Linked DNA regions of Mus musculus: region 2 is linked to region 1. A link is a contact called in public HiChIP or PLAC-seq data. All regions are on one chromosome and are shown on one strand. The core of a region is the stretch at or near the end of the contact, and the rest is flanking DNA. Distances in the headings are between cores, read along the strand shown. Region 1 overlaps Nckap5 (NCK-associated protein 5). Region 2 has its middle 95 kb from the start of Nckap5.

Region 1 (5,306 bases), core at 943-3,442:
ACCCACACAAGGTCTTAGCTGCCACCGTTTTAGCTGTTGTCTCCTGTGTTTCTCTCTTCTTTAAATTTTTTTTCTCTCTGGTTAGGCAGATGGCTCGGTAGCTAAGATGCTTGTCATCGAAGGGTGAGGACCTGAGTTTAGATACCCAGTATCCATATAAAGATGAGCATAATACTGTATGTCTGTAACCTCAGTGAGATGCGATGGAGCGTGGATACAGGAGAACCACAGAACTGCGTAGGGCAGCTAGCTTGCTCTACGCAACCATGAACAGGAGATCCTGTCTCAGAAATGGTGGACAGGAGGAATGGCAGTGGATGTTGTCCTTTGACCTCCACACATGTGAGACATTGCTAGTCATACATAAATATACACAGAGGAGGAGAGGAAAGAGGGAGAAAATAGGGAGGGAAGAAGAGATTAATATAAAAAAGCACAGTCTACATATTATAAACAGTCTTTTCTCAGATTGGCACCACCCTACTTTACCAGAACATCCCGAATCAAGTGTTTTTCAGCCAGCGTGGCAAAGTGCTTACCAAGGATTCTCTTGGTTTTTCCATATCGACTTTGGTTTTGATGTTTTTCTTTTGACTTCCTTGAGTGCTCACAGAGCCGCTGGCGAAACAGGAGCCCTGGGAGGTGCCCTCTAACACGCTCCTGCAGGAAACACCCTTTGATCCACTCTCTCTCTGTACCGAGGCTCTCTTATCAACTCTGCAGGTAGAAAGTGATTCCTCTGATAAATTACATCGGCCGTTTTCAATCACACTCCTCTTCCAGCCCTTTAATGTTTAAGGTAACCTCAGCGTGCCTCTTTGTCTTTAAACCTTTCAATGATAAGTGTTGCTCTCTCTAGCCTTGAGCAAAAATATCTTCAAATATTTCACTAGTGTGTCAACTTAGATTTGCAAGGATAATAACTTACTTCATTACACTGTTTATTAAATGTGTGCACATAGAAACAGGCTTGTGTGCACTGGTGTGTGTGTGTGTGTGTGTGTGTGTGTGTGTGTGTGTAAGGTAAAAGATGTCTTCTTGTGTGTTATTCCTTAGGTGTTTGTGACACAAAATATTTCATTGGCCTGGAACTTCCAAGTAGGTTATTCTGGCTGGCCAGAGAAGTCCAAGGCTCTGTCTGTCTCCATGGCCTCTGCAATAGGAGCACAAGACTGTGCCACCATGCTTGGCTTTTGTTTATGTGGGTTCTGAGGATGGAGTTTAGGTTTTCATGCTTGTAAGGTCAGCATATTACTGACTGAGCCATCTCTCCATAGCCTCTATTTTATTTTTATAATTGCTTTTGGGGAGGGACAGAATATAAAACGCCAAAGGGTGATTGCTAAATACATTTCTGGCTTAAGATCGGCAGGAAAAGTAATTACTTCTGGAAAGTTCTAAGTATACATTTGCTCAGCGCGATCAATGAAATCGGCATGCTTTCAAACGTGTGTGTAATTTTCTTCCATTTCATGCAATGTGGATACATTCATGGTTCCTGGTGTGGGTTGAATTGCTATCAACCTGGATGTAACTCACTATTCTTTAATTTCAAAGACCATTGGCTTGGTTAAGAAAGGAACATGAACTAAATTATCATTTTATAGCTAACTTTTATTTCACTGTTTAAATTATAGCTAATGTATAAGGGATTATAGTCTCTGCGTGTGTAGAGATTATGCTTGGCTGGTATTTAATGATGAGGAAGTAAACAGCTCTCCTTGGGTTTGGGGGAGCAGGGAGACCCCTCTACATTGCCCTTCTCCGTTCACATGTGTTTACCTGTTTAGAAGTTCTGTCATGAAGGCATCTTTTGTTGGGCACACAGCAGGGCTGGGTCTATTCCTTGGCTCCAACTTCATTTGGTTATAAATGTCTTGGGATACTTTCAGACTCTCTGAGCTTTGCAGACCATCGTCTGGACTCTGACCATCTGCCTTCTTGGTCCCCCTACTCAGTTCGTTTTCTATCTTTGATTGTACTTCAGCTTTCTTCTTTTCTTTTTTCCTCTCAGATTTCAGTTTTGTGTCTTTCTTTTCCACTTTACTCTTGGAAGCTTCCATTCTCCTGCTACTGAGAGCTGGAAGCCTGCTCTTTCGAAAACCAAACCAGCTGGTGAACGAAGGCCCTGCCCTGGGCTTCACTTCCACAGAGGCAGACTTTGTCTGCACTTGGCCCTTTTCCACATTCTCCTGAATGCACAACATGACCTTTTCTTCGATGGAGGGTGAGAGGGGGGCTTCTGGGCTCACGACACTAGTCCCAGTTGAAGAAGCATCTGGATGCCTTCCAGAAGTTTCTAGCTTAGATATCCCACTTGTTTCCAAATTGCTTGGGCGCTGCATCCTCCCTGGAACGTGCAGGAACTGAGGGCAGTCTGAAAGAGGAGATGGATGCCTATGGTGGTCACTGCTAGATTGCTCATGTACACCTCTTTCAGGACACTCTTCCTGAGTAGAGAGCCGTTGGTCTTCCACTCCAGGAGTGAGGAGTCCTTCCGGCCTTGTGAGCATCCTCAAGGGTAACTTGCTTGGGCTTCCGTGCTGGCTGCTAGAACTTCCGGTGCTACAGAGAGAACTCTGCCTGGAAAAGGGGTTTCCCAGGGGCCTTCCAGCATTGGGCAGATTATCAGATGTTGAGACAGAGGGGGTCTTGCTTGGGGACCCTTCCATTGAGATATTCTGTCTGGTGAGGGAGTTGCCTCTTTCAGCCGTGTTGGTGATAATCTGAGTTCGAATCTTGCCTGGCCCTTCTGTTGGGGGTGTGGAAGGCTTCTCTCCCAAGTGGATGCTGAAGCTCTGACTCCGAGCTTTGGCTCCATTCATGCCTAGAGCAGGCTTTAGGTGTGGCTTGCTGGAGGAGAAGGATCTTTTTATGGCTCTGCTGTCTGCCCCATCTCTTCCATCATCTCTGGAGATGCTACATTCTAACGATTCTGGCATTGTTGAGTCTAAGGCAAGTCCTCTAGCTAGACTGTCGGGACCTCTCACACCTAGTAAGGCTGTGGTTCTCTCATCTCTTGAGGTCTCCAGACTTGCAGGGTCTTTGGAGTCCTCAGGATTAGACGTGTTTGCTGCTACACAGCTTCGAGATGCTTCATTTAAACTATCCTTTTCTTGTTTCCCTGGTACCAAGGAAGTTTTCTTGAGCAACTGAGGAGACTTCATGAGAACTTTGAGTCCTACTGGGAGGCGAGTTTTAGGTCCTTTCTCGGGAGAGTTCTGGCCACCTTGTGAGGACCCTTGGTTTCTACAGGATGAGGAAGAGGAGGATGGACTGTTAACCTGAGGTGTCAAGGACTCATTCACTCCTGAGAAGGAAGGCCTGTGGGGCATCACAGTGCTGTCACTCAACTGTCTTTTTCTCCCTGGAGACAGGCTTTTACAAGATGTCACCTCTAGCAGTTCACAGCTTGAAGGACAAGTCTTGGGTGTCTGTAAGTCTGTGTCCATGTGGGCAGTTCCTAGTGCATGGTGAGGGGGAGGTTTAGGGATGCCTCTTTTTGGAGAGACTTTTGGGGGCCCTGAAGTCGTCACAGCAAATGGACTGGAGGCTATGTGTTCAGGGTATCTGGTGTGCACTACCGCTTGGGTTGAGGGAAGAGCTGGAGGGAAGGCAGACTTTCTGGAGGCCACAGATGGTTTCTTCTGTATTTCTGACATCACTGGACTGGAAGAGACAAGAGGAGCAGAGGATCCTTTCAACAGCGGGGATTTCAACCCTGGACTTACAGCGTCTCCAGGGCCCTGAGTTTCAGGTTTGGCAGGTGATGGTAGTGGTGGGTAATCATAACTGGGTCTAACCAGGAGTGACACTGATCTCCCTGGAGGGGTTGGAGGGGAGGGAGACCTCATTCTTGTCTGTGGCGCAGAGACACAGCCATTGGACCTCATTTCACTACTGTCACTTCTCCCCATGAGATGCCGTGACTGGATCCCTGAAGTCTGACTCCTGGGGCACTGAACCCAGTTCTTCTTATTGGAAATTTTGGGGATATGAGGAACCTGGGCAGGGTGTTTTGGAATGTGTGATTCTGGCTGTACATCACAGAGAGAACCAGGGCTCTCTGCCTTTCTACATTGTGAGAGTTTCCCCATAGGGGATGCTGGTGTCTTTTCAGGAGTCACTAGGGCACTGGAGGGGACCAGCATGGTGGGCATAGACTCCACAAGTTTGGATTTCTGAGGTGAAGACTTGCCTCTGGAAGGGATTTTTGTCAGACCTTGCTTTGTGTAGACACCCATGTTTCCAACAGGTCTAGAATTACTCTGCCAGGCTACCCCCTGTGTGGGTTTGGCGAGCTTTGGTCTTGGGGAATTCTGAGTTATTATAGTCTGGGAGCTGAAGAAGTCATTCGGAGCTGTGAGAATATGATTTTCATCTTTTGGAATGTTTTTCGCAGTCTCCTCTTCAGGTCTCTTCAGAAAAGGACAGTCTCTTGCAGTAGCTCCTGCCTGGAAGTGAGTAATTTCCTGAGGTGAAAGTTCAGTGAGTTCCTCTGAGGGCCCAGCAAGGGCTGAGCTGATGGAAATTTCATCCCTGGTGACAGTGACGACTCCAGCCTGGTGAGAGCTGAATTCCACTGGCTCTCCATTTTCTGCATCAAATATGACCGTGACACATTCTTCCGAAGAGGTCCTCTTGACAACCCTTTGTTGCTTGATGAAACTGAATGCCTTCGGGCTAGTCTCTAAGTGGGTGGGACATGCTTCTTCTCCCATGTCCCGAGAGCCACCTTCAGACTTTCTGAATCCCACCTCTAGGTTCTCCATGGACTTGTCGGTGTCCCCAGTCAAGGACAGGTCTGAAGGGCTTCTCTCATCACTGCTCTCTATGTGTAGCTCGTTTAGGGTCTCATTGTCATCGGTATCTGAGAGCTGCAGGTTCAGAGGCACATGGCCATGAACTTGGCTGTGTGGGTCCCTGTCTCTTTGCACCCAGGGCAGGTGTATACTGGGACATAGCTTCCTCTCCAAGGGGCAGTGGCTAGCACAACGAGCTAGCCTTTCAGGCATTTCTCTGGTATATACTGAGGCTGTACCTTCTGCAAAGTACTTCCTATGTGGCTCCCAGTTAAACAGACTGTCTGAAACACTGTGTGTCAATTTACTGCCCTGTATTCTGTAGCCCTGGCTCGGAGATGTTAGTGGCAAGGCTGAGGATGGGAGTTCTTCATGTGCATCCTCATGAGAATTTGCATCATAGATGAATGTCTGATGGAGATTCTGGCAGGGGATCCCCATGCCAGACGGTTGGCAGGGCGGACACTCCTTGAGGCTGCTGGTTTTAATTCCTGGCGAATAGAT
Region 2 (5,306 bases), core at 1,287-3,786, 900 kb after region 1:
GGAAGAAACTACAGAGAGGAAGAATAAAGGAGGAGATAGGGAAGAGAGGAATAGAAGCAGGAAGGAAGAAAGGGAAGAGGAAGAGAGGGAAGGAAGGAGAAATGGGGAGATGAGGACGAAGAAACGGAGGAGGAGGAAGAGATGGAAGAGAACCAAATATATTTACAAAGGAGCATGATATAGAACAGTTTCAGATAGCTACTTAGGAAAATCAAATCCTAGAAATGGGCCAGAATGACCTGGAAAGGAGGCGCTCCACAGCTGACAAGAGCAGTTTCAGCAAGGGACGGGGGACGGGGGACGGGGGACGGGGGTGGGGGGTGGGGGGTGGGAGGTGGGGGCGCTGCGGCTTAGGCAGTGGTGGCGCATGCCTTTAATCCCAGCACTTGGGAGGCAGAGGCAGGAGGATTTCTGAGTTTGAGGTCAGCCTAGTCTACAGAGTGAGTTCCAGGACAGTGAAGGCTACACAGAGAAACCCTGTCTCGAACTCCCCTTCACCCAAAGGAACTTTTGCTGCCTTCCTTGGGGCTGTTGGAGGCAGAGCAGACATGCCTGCACCAGACACATTCCAGAAGAGGGCGCTGTAACAGACAACAGTGCTGGGATGTAGCATGAGACTGAGAGCTCGAAAGTCCAATTTCTGAATATCTGTTTTCTACTTTCTCTTATTTCTGATGGAGTTTGTAAAACATCATCAGTCCCTAGAGCTAAGAGCAAAACTATATAACAGCATGCAACATTTATGTTCTGATGTGATGTGTCAAGTTGTTCTGTGTTCTACTTACACACCAATCCACGGAGTCCTCCCAAGCTTGCCCCATAGTGCACTGGTATCGTGGTAAAGAAACCAAGGAAGGCCCTGGGAGATGAGAGAACTCATACAAAGTTAGCTCGTGAAAGGCAGACTCAACACTTGAACCCACTGTTTTGGCTTCATCATAGCCTGTGTTCTCTGCCACACCCCATGGCCTCTTAGGTGAAGTGAGGTAAGTTTTATTGCACCATTTTATAGAGGAGCAAATCAGCTCTGCAGACAAGGAGCTTGCCAACCAGGCAGAGTCAGAGCCAAACTTCAGGTCCACAGTTTCCCAAGCCAAGTCCAGGATGCTCCATTGCCTCTCGTTGCCCTTCTGGGCAAGGAACACAAAGACATTGTCTGTGAAAAGAGAGAATTCCAAAGAAGACTACCCCGAGTAAACCTTGAAAATAAGCACAGGGCCAAGGAGAGGCTCGGCCACCAAGCCTGATGCCCCTAGTTCAATCCCAGAGATCCGGTAGCGGAAGGAGAAACCTGATTCCTGCAAGTTGTCCTCTGATCCCATCCCCTGCAGCCACCACAAGCATAAATAAACATATACATGTAGATTGGACACAATTTCAACACATAGGCTATCACCAACAAGCAAGCGAAAACAGAAAAAGAAGAATGATTAAGACATATCTATTGAGGGCTCAGTCATGAGCTCGCTGTAGCTGTGCTGACCTCTGAAGGACTAGGCTGATGAACACTCCATCAGGCACAGTGGGGAGCGCGGGCTCTGTAATAGGCATCCCAACTCCTATTGGCTTCGTCCCCTCCCTGGAAGACTGTGGACAGTGAATGGTCGCTGGGAAGAGTCATTCTCTGCCAGGGTGCTATTGCCTGTGCTCCAGTAAATAACCCTCATCCATGCTATGCACACAGCCCTAACTAAACTTGGTGAGTCCCAAAAATAAATCATTAAAAAGACATCAAATTGGGTTATTGGGAAGGGAAGTTTCAGTGGGGGAGAAAGATGACGGGGTGTCTGGAAGGGGAAGGAAATGACCAAAACCCTTTATATACATACATGAAATTGTCAAAGGATAAAAAGAGACCGAGATTCATTATATTCACGTGTCAAGTGTCCAAATAAAAATTGGAAAATTATTTTTAAAAGAAAAAAAAAGTTCCAAGGTAAAACTAAAGAACTGAGTTCCAGCGTGAAGGAGATGTTACAGTGTGTGCTGATAGGATTCCAGACCAAATACAAGGAAAGACTCATGCAGGTAAGGGTGTGTGCTGCGGTTGTCACAATGATACCGTTTTTCTTTGAGGCAGGGAAAGGGGAATAAGGAGTTTGTAATACGAGCCTTGGAGCCTTGGGACCTAGCAGATTGGTTCCAACTATGACAGAGGAAGGCTCTGTTTGAATGGCTCCCCCCTGCTCTTGTGTAGGCTCTCTTGACATCACTACATCATGCTGGCTGGTCCTGTCAGACATCTGTCTGTAAACAGAGGCTGCCTTTCAGACCTGGTCAGATGAGAATGCTGTGATTCCTATCCATGTCTCTACAGAGCAAAATGAGATCATTGCGTCTGTCCCTGGGAGTGTCACCTCTGTGCTCTGAGGCAGCAATCTGACCTAAGATTCCAGAACCCAAGCCTTTATCTGCCAGTCTTCGCTGGAACTCCCCGGGAATTATGCTGACTTCAGTGTCTATTTTCCTTCTTCTCTATGAGACACTATGGGCGGTGATTCCCCTCCCTACTGGTTAGGAGGCCCTGTGGTCTCTCTGGGCCAACAACCATTCTTGGCTCAGAGACTCCTATTGGCTTTCAGACAATCCTGGCAGACACTGCCCAAGACTTGGCTCAGAGCCTGCCCTACTGTGTTTTGAGAGCAGTACCGGCAACAGGAGGATTCTGAGTGCAGTAGCTAAATGCCGCGGGTTAAGTCACCCGATTTAAGGGGTGAGAGAAACAGTAGAGCTGTTAACTGTACACATCTGTGCCCCACATATGGCTACTCTAAGATCTGGGGCATTCTGGAGTCCTGATGCCTTTCCCTGGGCTCCACGGGGTATTTGAAGCATCCTCAGAAAAGGCTGCCATGGCACAATGGTCCTGAAAGTAAGATGATTGGCTGCTGGCAGAGTTGTCACCATCTTCACCAGACACGGGCTCTGTAATAGGCACCCTGACATGGTGCTGACTTGAGCCTGACCCCTCCTGATAATCTTTCATGAACAGAGTATGAAAAATGTCATCATCCCTCTTTCGTGTGGCTGAGGTTGTACCTACAAATAAGGAATCCAGAAGGCAACTGTGGGCGCTGTTCCTTCCGCATCTTCCATTTAAACAATTAATGAGAGTTTCTCATTGACCTAAAACATGCTAATAGTCTCGCCTGGCTGACCAGTGAGCCCTGAGGATCCACCTGTCTCTCAGCCTTCCAGCAGAGGGACTATGAGAGCTCACTACCATGCCCAGTATTCTAAACATGGCTTCTGGGTGATTGATCTATATTTGCAAGGCAAGCACTTTAATGACTGAGCTTTCCCCCACCCCCATACAACCTTTCTAATACATGAAAGCGTAAGTAGGAGACGAGCCAGGGCTTACTCAAAGTCAACATGAGCACCTCTGAGCTGGGAGCTCACAGGAGCAGGGTTGGAACTCAGAGGGGATACTGGTTCCTTCACTCTCCTACTCTTCAGAGTAAAGGGTTGTTTCTAGAATGCAGGTAAGGATTCCTGAATAAGAAATTAACACACTTGTACCCCACCCCAGGACTGTCCACTCAGCTCTTAATTTTCTCAGAAGGCACTGACCTAAGTGCACCCTCTGACCTACCAACAAAATCCCAGGGAGGTACATAAAGATGAGTGCCGAAAACTGGGATTCAACGTAACTAACGGACCGAAAAATTAGGAAGTCTGATGGTTTAATTTGAAACGGAAGTTACAGTCACAACAAATAATTTTTAATTAAGTAAAATGTCAAGACCCAGTCATCCAAAGAAGATACCAAAAGTATCCTCCATCACAGATTTATTCTTTGGAGAAATCTGCCACTCGCACCTCAAAATTTAATTTCCTGGAGCCCGCGGTTGGCATTCATTTTATCATTTTAATAATCTTTAATATTGTGTCAAAGATTAAAATCTGCCATGTACATATAGACCCAGGGTCCTACAGAGAGCGGAGGTCACATGGAGTAAAGGAGGCTGGGATATTTGGAGAAAGGAAGGGGGGCTCTGGACTGAGAGAGCCAAGAACATGAAAGGGAGCAACCGGGATAGCGATGAGGCCAGGACCAGTTGTGTCAATAGCAAGTGAGTGGGGATGTTCTTAGGGGACAACTAGCAGGAGACAGGGAGACTTGCTCCCCAGGGAAAAGAAACTGGGGCCTATATCTCACAGGTCAAACATAAGCGCTGTGCAAGCTGAGTATTCCCTGGTGGGCCTTTGTTGTCTAATTTGTCTTTCTAATGCTCGCTGGAAAAACTATTGCCGACAGTGCAAGCTGACATTTTACAAATGTCAGAGCTTATAAACAAGGACAGGCTCCAGTCCTAGGACCTACCTAGGTTTCTCAATCCATGAAACTGAGAGGCACTGAACGACTGGAGGACCCCTGGAGAACTGCTGGTCTTCAGTCCAGGTTAGAGGCCAAAGGAGCCATCAGTGAAGGGTGGAGCAGCAGCAACCACAGCAGCGATTACAAAGGCTCTGAACTTGGAAGCGGGGCAGATGAATTTACAAACAAGATGCGAAGGTAGGCAGGCAAAGAGCAAACCTTTTCCCTGATATTGTATACTGGGTGCTGCCCAAAGGTGCTGCTCACATGCAGGAGTAGGTCTCTTCACATCAGTTAGCATGTGAGGGTGAGGAAATTCCCTCACAGGTATGCCTAGAAGTTCATGGGAAGTACAGACCTTGTTCAGTTAGGGATGAATATTAGCCAACGGAGCAGCCTTTGTCAGGTCACCTGACCGCTATGAGACTTCACGCATGCGTGTTTGAAACTCATCCTACATAGGAAGGATGAGGAAACCGGAGTTTCATAGGTATCAAGGCACACAGGGGACTCTTTACTGATTCTATTTTAGGCCCCAACATTACCCTGCTTTATTATTATTATTATTATTATTATTATTATTATTATTATTATTATGGTTTGTTGCATTTTGTGTGCATGTGTGTTCCTGCTTGTCTGCATGTGCACAATGGACACACATGCACCCTCAGAGTCCAGAAGAGGGTATTTGGGTCCTCTGCAAATGGAGTTAGAAATGATTGTGAGCTGCTCCAATGTGGGTTCTCAGAACTGAACCCTGATCCTCTGCAAAAGCAGCAAGGACCCTTAGCCACCGAGCCCTTTGCTCCAAACACCTACACCCTGCTTCTAGATTGCACGAATCTGTTAGTCTTTGGTAGCTGACCTCAGACTCTAGCACACACTTGATAACCCTTCCTTCTGTGGGGCAGGAGCCAAATCCCTCCCTGGCACTTCCTGCAAACGTGAGCACTTGACTCAGAGAAGGAAAACGGAAATCCACACA

Evidence for each region. HiChIP or PLAC-seq counts read pairs in DNA pulled down with a chosen protein or histone mark.
Region 2: a contact with region 1 is called in an H3K27ac HiChIP or PLAC-seq map of stem cell-derived neural progenitor cells, with 9 times the contacts expected there. The contact joins two enhancer-like sites. A contact is called at or near these places in 1 of 39 promoter capture datasets (hippocampal neurons), 2 of 115 datasets of contacts at active chromatin or transcription factors (astrocytes and stem cell-derived neural progenitor cells) and 1 of 9 other capture datasets (embryonic stem cells).

What each region holds. Positions count from the first base shown.
Region 1 is chr1:126,022,494-126,027,799 of GRCm38.p6, forward strand. It overlaps Nckap5 (NCK-associated protein 5), which reads right to left. Exons shown (of 17, transcript NM_001081756.1): 12 at 1,783-5,306; 13 at 540-717. Among named protein-coding and RNA genes, the nearest start is that of Gm35562, 21 kb to the right of the region's middle. Within about 2 kb of position 2,193, at least 31 of the 459 cell types and tissues checked have an H3K27ac peak or open chromatin away from gene starts, as enhancers often do. A contact at or near this core is called in stem cell-derived neural progenitor cells, where this site is marked.
Region 2 is chr1:126,923,120-126,928,425 of GRCm38.p6, forward strand. No RefSeq gene overlaps it. Among named protein-coding and RNA genes, the nearest start is that of Nckap5, 95 kb to the left of the region's middle. Within about 2 kb of position 2,537, at least 61 of the 459 cell types and tissues checked have an H3K27ac peak or open chromatin away from gene starts, as enhancers often do. A contact at or near this core is called in stem cell-derived neural progenitor cells, where this site is marked.